2 separate regions of the Mus musculus genome follow, and region 2 is linked to region 1. A link is a contact called in public HiChIP or PLAC-seq data. All regions are on one chromosome and are shown on one strand. The core of a region is the stretch at or near the end of the contact, and the rest is flanking DNA. Distances in the headings are between cores, read along the strand shown.

The links. HiChIP or PLAC-seq counts read pairs in DNA pulled down with a chosen protein or histone mark.
Region 2: a contact with region 1 is called in a FOXA1 HiChIP or PLAC-seq map of pancreatic cancer cells. The contact joins two enhancer-like sites. A contact is called at or near these places in 3 of 115 datasets of contacts at active chromatin or transcription factors (bone marrow-derived macrophages, heart atrium and pancreatic cancer cells) and 3 of 9 other capture datasets (adipose tissue, liver and pancreatic islet).

Annotation. Positions count from the first base shown.
Region 1 is chr17:78,246,419-78,250,583 of GRCm38.p6, forward strand. The region is part of intron 2 of Crim1 (cysteine rich transmembrane BMP regulator 1 (chordin like)); the gene reads left to right. Among named protein-coding and RNA genes, the nearest start is that of Gm41620, 33 kb to the right of the region's middle. Within about 2 kb of position 2,168, at least 81 of the 459 cell types and tissues checked have an H3K27ac peak or open chromatin away from gene starts, as enhancers often do. A contact at or near this core is called in liver and pancreatic cancer cells, where this site is marked.
Region 2 is chr17:78,385,601-78,389,765 of GRCm38.p6, forward strand. All of the region lies in intron 5 of Fez2 (fasciculation and elongation protein zeta 2 (zygin II)), which reads right to left. Among named protein-coding and RNA genes, the nearest start is that of Gm32336, 13 kb to the right of the region's middle. Within about 2 kb of position 2,266, at least 57 of the 459 cell types and tissues checked have an H3K27ac peak or open chromatin away from gene starts, as enhancers often do. A contact at or near this core is called in liver and pancreatic cancer cells, where this site is marked.

The DNA.
Region 1 (4,165 bases), core at 918-3,417:
CTTTTTTTTTTTTGGAATGAAAATGGAAAGATCTTTGTGAATGAAAGGGACAAAGTTGAATGCATACAACTCCACACAGATGTGCCCCCCTCAGCTCCCAGTAAGAAGCTAGTTTCTCCCACTTGCAGCTGAAAGTCACCAGGATCAACCTTCTGTGGAGCGTGAGGGTGACTTCGTTCGTCCTTTTCCAGGATTGATCATCCCATCGTGTTCTTTCCAGGCTTGTGTTCGCCTCAGAACCCCAGCCTCACGTTTCGCTTTTTTTTAATACACTTTCTTACCATCTAGGAAGATGTTCACCCAGGCAGTGACATACTCAGGACAGCCAGATGCAAATGGAATGGCGCTGAGCGTGGGAGCTGAGGGAGATAGACATTCATGAGCAACAAAAATCAATTGGACGGAGTTTTAATTAGTTGCAAAGCCCTTCTGTGACTCATAGACAGGCTGTTTACCTCTAGATCTGATGTCTCTGTTCCTTGTGAAATGTGCGACTTTCTCAAGAAAGTCATTTCAGGGTTCATTAACATTCAACCTTTGGTTTAAAAAAGTTTAGAAATGTCCTACTCATAAAATTTGACACATCCCCTAGTACTTATTGACTGCTGCCACGCATAGGGTAGTAGCCTGGGCACTCAGATAATCTCTTTGGGTATGGGGTTCCTCTTGTAATGGTGTATGGGCGCTAAGACAAGAAGAGCAGCCCACATAAGCTGCTCCTGCTGCTGGAGTCCTGGGCATTGTCTTTTCTATGGCACCTTCCTGCTTTTGATTTGTGACCCCTGTTGCTCAGTGTTTTTTGCATCAGGAGGAAGTGATGCAGTAAGTGGTGACTGCAGAGCTGGGGAGGGAAGAGATTAACACAAGATGAATTAATGTGTGTGTGGTTTTCAGGGGCTGGACTGTTCCTCTGAATCAAGGATGTATTCTTTGTTTCTGGCTGACGACTTCCTAGTTTTCCAGCGGGTAGGGGAACCTTTTATTCTTTTCTCTGTCGCTGGAAGTCTTTTTTTTTTTTAATTTTTTTAATTTCCCGAAAAGCAAGTACAGTGTTTTCTGCTTATCAGCGGCCTTTCTTTTCCTGTTCCAATAACAAGAGAACAATAGAGGAATTTAATAATGTTTAAAGATTGATACCACTTTCGCCCAATGTATCCATATATTTGTCTGCAGATAAAAATTGAGGTTTTATGAAACAGAGGAAAGCATTTTGCTGGTAATATGAACCAAGAGCGTCATCTATGTCTCTCCATCCCCCCCTTTCCTTTCCCTTTCATCTAGTTCAGAGAATGAAATGGGTTTTATTTTTCTCTTTAAAAAAAAAATGTGTTCAGGATATCTGCTGTTAAAAGAACAGAAATTAATAAGATTGGTAAGTACACTGGTTGAGCTCTGCCAGAAGGGTCTGTAGTGGCATCTAGAAGACCTCCTAGTTTCATTTAATGTATTTATATTATATTATATTCTATTATATTATATTATATTATATGAGAGATTCTTATTTACTGTTCATAGACTTTTTAAAATACCAGCAATGTGTGTCTTTTCAACAGTGGATGAAAAGGCCACGAATGAGAGTTTTGGTGCAGTTTGTAGTGTGTGTGGCCTTTCAGATGATTCCTGCAAATTGTGTGTGTGTGTGTGTGTGTGTGTGTGTGTGTGTGTGTGTGTGTGTGTGTGTATGTGTGTGTGTGTATGTGTGTGTGTGTGTGTGTGTGTGTGTATGTGTGTGTGTGTCTGTGTGTGTGTGTGTATGTGTGTGTGTGTGTGTGTATGTGTGTGTGTGTGTGTGTATGTGTGTGTGTGTGTGTGTGTGTGTGTGTGTGTGTGTGTATGTGTGTGTATGTGTGTGTGTGTGTATGTGTGTGTGTGTGTGTGTGTGTTGACCTGTCTCTTTTTGGTCATTCTAGGAGCTTTGACCTCAAGGGACCTTACACCATTCTCTGGTGTGTGAAACGGAAACTTAGGTTCTCGGTTGTGTCTGATCCCAGGGCTTGGTAAGCAGTCAGGGTTTTAACCGGCCTAACTACTTCCCACATGACATTTACAGCAATATTTCTCTCTGCTTTACCGAAGAGAAAGTAAGATTTACACTTTCTTAGTACCTGTTGGCCCTCTGCTCGCTAATCAGACTGGAATCTTCTAAATGCTTTCCTGTTGAGAGCCAGCTTGTCTCTGTCCATCAGGAATGTTGCAAATGGAATTAGGCTGTGGTCTTGTTATATATCTTAGCATGATGTGTGACTCAAAAATGTTATCTGCATGTTCCTTTATGCCTCTCTGACTGGACCCATGTCTGCTAAATGCCTCTGGGAAGTTTTTTGTTTTTGTTTTTGTTTTGTTTTGTTTTTCTACATCAAGGATTAACATGTGTAATCATATGTGTATATATGACTAATAGGTAATACTTGGCAATCAGCGTGTCTGTCTCATTAGTTCTGCTGTGTGTGTGTGTGCACATCCACATATGTGCTGTTAAATATAACAAAGCTGGTAATGGTGTTACAGTCCCTGGTTACAAGTTTCCTGAAAGCTTTGCTCCTCTTTGATGGCCGTGGATTCCCTGGCTATACAGACATTCCAGCCATTCTTTCTAAGAGCCGGTGTGATTTTTATACGCTTTGTAAACATCTGTGGGAGAAAAGAACAAGCTATAACTCTTCAAATAAATATTATTCAACCTCCTTCCACTTTCATTTCCCTTATCACTGGGACAACCACACCCAAGTTTGCTATTAAACTATGTTGTCTATCAGCTTCCCACATGCCAACAAAGCAAAGGAAACACAACAGATAAAGTTGAATACTGTCTTCCTTCTGTTGACATTTCTACAGCAACAAGTCAGAAAGTTTGTCTCCTCTGAATAGGCAAGAGGTGTCATGGGTCAGGATCAGATGGCATACCCACTGGTAACCATGAGGACTCTCAGCAGAGTTATGTAGAACATTCTGGAATTCTGATGAATGGAAGAAGAGTGACTATTAACTTACAAACTGCTTGCTTCATTTTTCTATCTATGGAGAGGAAAAAATGGAGGCACAGGTAAAGCTGTCGTGGGATGTCAGGTCTCCAACTGTCAGAGTCAAGGCCATTTCAGCTCTCCCTGTGTCAGCGGTTCTCAGCCCTCTGGGTCACAACCCTTTTGTGTGTGTGTGGGGGGGGGGGGCGTCTAATGACTTTCAAAGGAATCTACTAAGACCATCATCAGAAAATAGATCTCTATATTACAATTCTTAGCAGTAGCAAGATTAGTTACAAAGTAGTAATGAGACTATGGCTGGAGTCCCCTGTGGTCTTACAGTCCCTGGTTACAAGTTTCCTGAAGGCCTTGCTCCTCTTTGATGGCTATGGATGCCCTTCTAACCTCTGGCCATAAAGACTATGGTTGGGAGTCACCGCAGCATGAGGAACTGTGTTAAAGGACCCTAGCTTAGGGAAGTTGAGGACCACTGCTCTAAGTGAAACTTTGTCTTGGAGAAGCTCCTGTATTTGGCCATTCTTGTGGTGGGAGGATTTTGCTGAATTTTATGGCACTGAAGTCTTCACTGCATGTTAGAGCTGTATACAAAATCCCGAGGGGACTTCGATGCTTCATGCTTTTTACTGTCAGTTCTCCAGTAACAAGCCCAGCAAGATTTCTTTTATTATTATTTTTTTTTGGCCACTCCTCTCCTCCAAAGTTCCTTCTGTTTCAGATTTGTTTCCGAAAAATCCATTACAACTCATAGCAGCAAATGGCGTGACTCGCTCCCTCCATGACCATTTGTTTATGATCATGGCTGATTTGCTACAAAGAGCAAGACAGTGGATACAGCGTGTGTTATTTACTATCATCTGATGCATGATAAAAATAAAAAAAAAGTGAGAGAATGTTCCCAAAGTGTTAGAAATCACAATGCGTAGACACACTGCAGCATAAGGAGGCAGTAAATGTGAATTGGGCACAAGAATGACTTCCTTCGCCCACTGGCACTTTAAAGGGACTTGGACTATCAGTTAAGAAAAAAAGCACTAGGATTTTAAATAAGCTGAGCTTGGAAGTAATGTTCGGATTTTCCGTATATGCTGCTGAATAAACTCTAGTGTGTTAAATGTCAGTTAAATGTGTGTCGCCAGCATACCTAATAAAAAGAGAGGATGACCAAAAAAAAAAAAAAAAATCTA
Region 2 (4,165 bases), core at 1,016-3,515, 140 kb after region 1:
CTAGAGCCCTCTATTCTACAGCTCAGAGCAGCTTGCAAAAGCTCACATAGAAACTTAGTGTCCTACACTGTCCTTGAGCTTCTTCAAGCCTGTCCTACAAATTCATTCTCTGTTCCTAATCCCCACAGACTATATGGTTCTATAAATAACTAAAAAAATTAAGGTAGAAAAAGTTGCTAAACAAACAATAACAATAGTAAAAGTTGTTATTTTTACTAACAATAGGGCTCAAACAATAGTAAAAAATAGCTGTTCAACTTTTTAAATCTCAGGGCCCCACATTCTCCCGGTGAGGCTCAACTGTACACCCAAGTATCTTTCTTTATATATATATTCTTAAAAATCCCATAAATGCCAATGATGTGCCCAACTGAGCCTTTACTCATGGTGCCAAGCCATGTGAAGAAACATCAGGAATCTATGCCTTGGCCCGTGGCCACCTCCTCATGAGCCATATCACCTGGAGGTTATGTTTCCATCCTGCAGGTTGACGGAGGCAAGGGGCACGGAATAACAACTAGAATTCACCCATCCCCAAGGGGCCTCCCTATCAGCTGTGAATGTCAGGGTGAAGCTGCCCTCTCTAATACCAACTCTTTCCCATCTTGAGTGATACACAAAAAACTAACCCTGAAGAATCTCTAGGCATTTGGACTTCCTACATCTTACAGTGGCGCACCTTCTTATTCAGCCAGGACCTGGCCTACAAGAGTGTCTCAGTCAGGTAGAATTTTCAAATAGTGGAAGATGATTTCAAATACATTCACCAATATATACATTCCCATGTTCGTGACCCTCCTTTGAATTATGTAAAACCCTAAATACAAACCAAGTTGCGACACATCTGACTACGCATCTCACAGCATATAATTCTGCATCCATGACGTCGTCGTCTTACTCCTCACTAGGCTGACGACTGAGCTGGCTCACCATACAAAACGCCCAACGTCAGATAAAAGAGGTAAGATCTGCTCGCTGCATATTTTTTACCTAAGACTCTAATCTCAAAGGTAACAAAGCTCTGGCCACATTCTCCTCGAAATGAGATCTTCTTTTCTAAATTTTAGCAGCAATGTATCATGTTCCAGTTCAGTTGTTTTCACGATCATGCAAGCCATTACGTCAGTTTATTAACATCTATTTGTTAAAGGTGGGCATGAAAACGGGGCCCTGAAACCTGCTTAAGGATGCAATCGGTCTGTTGTCCAATCCCAACGCTTTCTCCCCAAAGGCAGATTCTGTCCATCTCGGTTCAGACACAGACAGAATGAACCTGCAGCCCTCCCCTTCCACCCATGCTCTCAGTCAATTAGTAAAAGTGACAACTTTCAGGGCCCTCGCAGAGCACAGGAGCAAGCAGAGGGTGAGGAAAAGAAGGAAAACGGAGCACCTGTTTCTCTCCGCCTGAGTTTCCAAAGGTGTGGCGGAGGCCATTCTGAATGACATTTGAGATCCCTTCCATGCTGAAGCGCTAAAGGCAGCAGGACATGGCCCAGGAAGAACAGGACAGAGAGAGAAGTTCAGAGACTATTAGTGGAGTGTTCCGCGATGTCTTTCTGTGCCCAACAGACAAGCAGTTAGAAAATGCCACGATCACTCACTCTCAGACAGCAGACAGAATCATGGTGTTTAGAGACCGCTTTCACTTCCATTCCGGCGTGAGTCCAATGCAGAGCCAACTGTTTGTAAGCCACTATCCCCACAGAGAGCTTCCCCGCTGTAACTAATAGATTTGTTCCAATTGTTGCAAACATCAGCTGTACCCTTACTTTATTAAACAGTTTACCGCACAATCCTTGAGATACCTTTTGATACCGCTTGTTTACTCTTTATCTATCGGAAGCTTGAACGCCTAATCCTTCGCAACGCGCCTGTTCTGAGCTGAAGCGTACATCTTTCCGCCATCAGTTTGGGGAAGATGAACCTGACATTTTCAGACTAGCGACTGTTCCCACTTGCTCTCCAGGCACCTGCCGTTGCCTTGCTACCGAGAATGTGAATTCTCGGCTTAGGCTGCCTGGGGAGCAGCATGGATACCAATTTACCCCCGAAAACATACTCACTCTGTTTCTAGAAAACAATTACAACTTAGTTCTCCTGGCAACCTCCAAGACTTCCTAGAATTCACTCTCTGCACTCAAGTGAGACTGTCTCTTCCCCTTCGGTGACTTATCTTGATTTGCACCCAGCCTGCAGTCACACGCATCATCAAGGGGCACGCTGGCACCCAGCTAGCAGCCGAGTCAAAGGCAGCAGAGATTCTCACAGCCTGACTAACTGAAGGAAAGGCTCCCGAGGAGGAAGCTGCACTCTGAGTCACCAGACGGTGCTTGTCCCTGGAATGTTAGGGGGAAAGCTGAACCAGTAAGCACGCTGAAGGAGTGGATGTAAAGGTATTCTCCAGGTCCTAAGAACGCTACAGAAATGCTCTCTGCTCTCAGACAACGTATACATTAGTCCCAGTGATCGCAAAGTGTGGCCCAGGCACAATCTGAGAGTCACTGAGATTCTAGAGGAGCAGGAACGCAAACTTATCTTAACATTATTAAAATATGGCTTGTCTTCTTTTTAAATTTATTATTGTTGTGATTGAGCATAGTGTTAGGCTTCATACCATGTCTTTCAAGTGCATCATGTACTTTGGCCATATACACACTCCAGTTCACTCAGACTGTCCCAGTGTACAGTGTAACATTCCAAAGGGCAGACTGAATGCAGAGGCGGAGCCGAGGCTCATGTCCTTCAACTGTGCCGTACATCAACAAGACTGACAAAAACAAACACCAATGACACTTCTCTAACCAACCTTTAAAGTTATAGCCTATTAAAACTTACCATTTATATAAGAATTAATCATTGAACTTTGATACTTTGAATGAATTAATCTTTTATTCGTGTTTACTTTTAATACAGTAAATATTGACCAATTCAATTATGTATGAGTGCCCTCTGAGGCTCTCAATAAACGTTAAGAGTGTAAAGAAATCCTGATTAACAAAGAGCTGAGAAATACAAAAAGGGCTATCCTGAAGGGAGCAGGCTACTAGTCTCTGGCCCAGCCACACTAGGCAACCAACAGCACTGCTGGAAATCTGAGCGTGCCCACACTGGCCTTGTGGGAGCTATTCTGCAAGCCCCTCCCTCTCCATTACCCTCGTGCCCCGCCTTTCCCAGACCCAAACCCATACACAGTTTTATGTTGGCAAGAACCAATGGCCTGGCCAAGAGATTGCCCTGGTTCCTCACTCTGCTGAGAATATAACTATTACTTTGGATGGAAGAGACTGCTTTTACAAGAAAAACCTACATAGCATAACTATCTCTGTAGATTCTTCACACACCACATTTTATCATTTGTTCCTTGTTTGTAAAACAGGTTATCCAAAGAGATGACATCACAGGCTCCAGAGCCAGCAATAAAAGATGATTTTCAAGTAAACAAGTCAGCTTGTTAGTTAACTACATTCCCTTGGAAAATGACAAGAAAAAAAATGCTTGCTTTCAGTCTGTATTACCTGGCTCTATTATCTGAGAAAATGATAAAGCTAGATGCAGACTCAAAAATCTCAGCTGGATGAAGAAGTCAGAACTCACACAAGAAAACTATTTGGAAAGTACACTCCAAATTCATTAGCTTAATTTTCCCAGTCAAAAAGCTAATTAGAATCATTGAAGAAGAAAAAAAAACAAAAAGAAAAAAAGAAGGCCAATGCACAGTTATAAGATGCATATGCAACTTGAGTCTTCCTGCGTAAGCACACAGATGTGAACATGTCTGAACTATCTCAACTACAAGAAACTTGGCTGTTTGTGAAAGATGACGTTCACGCCATCGGAATTCTAGCCTGGGAGAAAGAAGTAAAAAGGCGACCCCAGGCTTCCTAATAGAGCAACCTGGAAAACACAAAAACATCTACTGATGCTTGCAGGAGAAGCTGAAGTTCAAGTTTCTCAACAGATCCACTGCTGGGCTTGGACTGGTAGCCACAGCCAAGGGCCCCTTGCCCATAAGCACTCCCCAGCCATCAGCCAAACCAGAGAAACGATGTGGCAGACGGCAAGATTCTACTTCACCTTGCATCACTGCAGAATATCCTCTAAATAGACAGTCAAGAGACTCTAGGGATATAGACATATATACATATATTCATGTGAATGTGGAGGA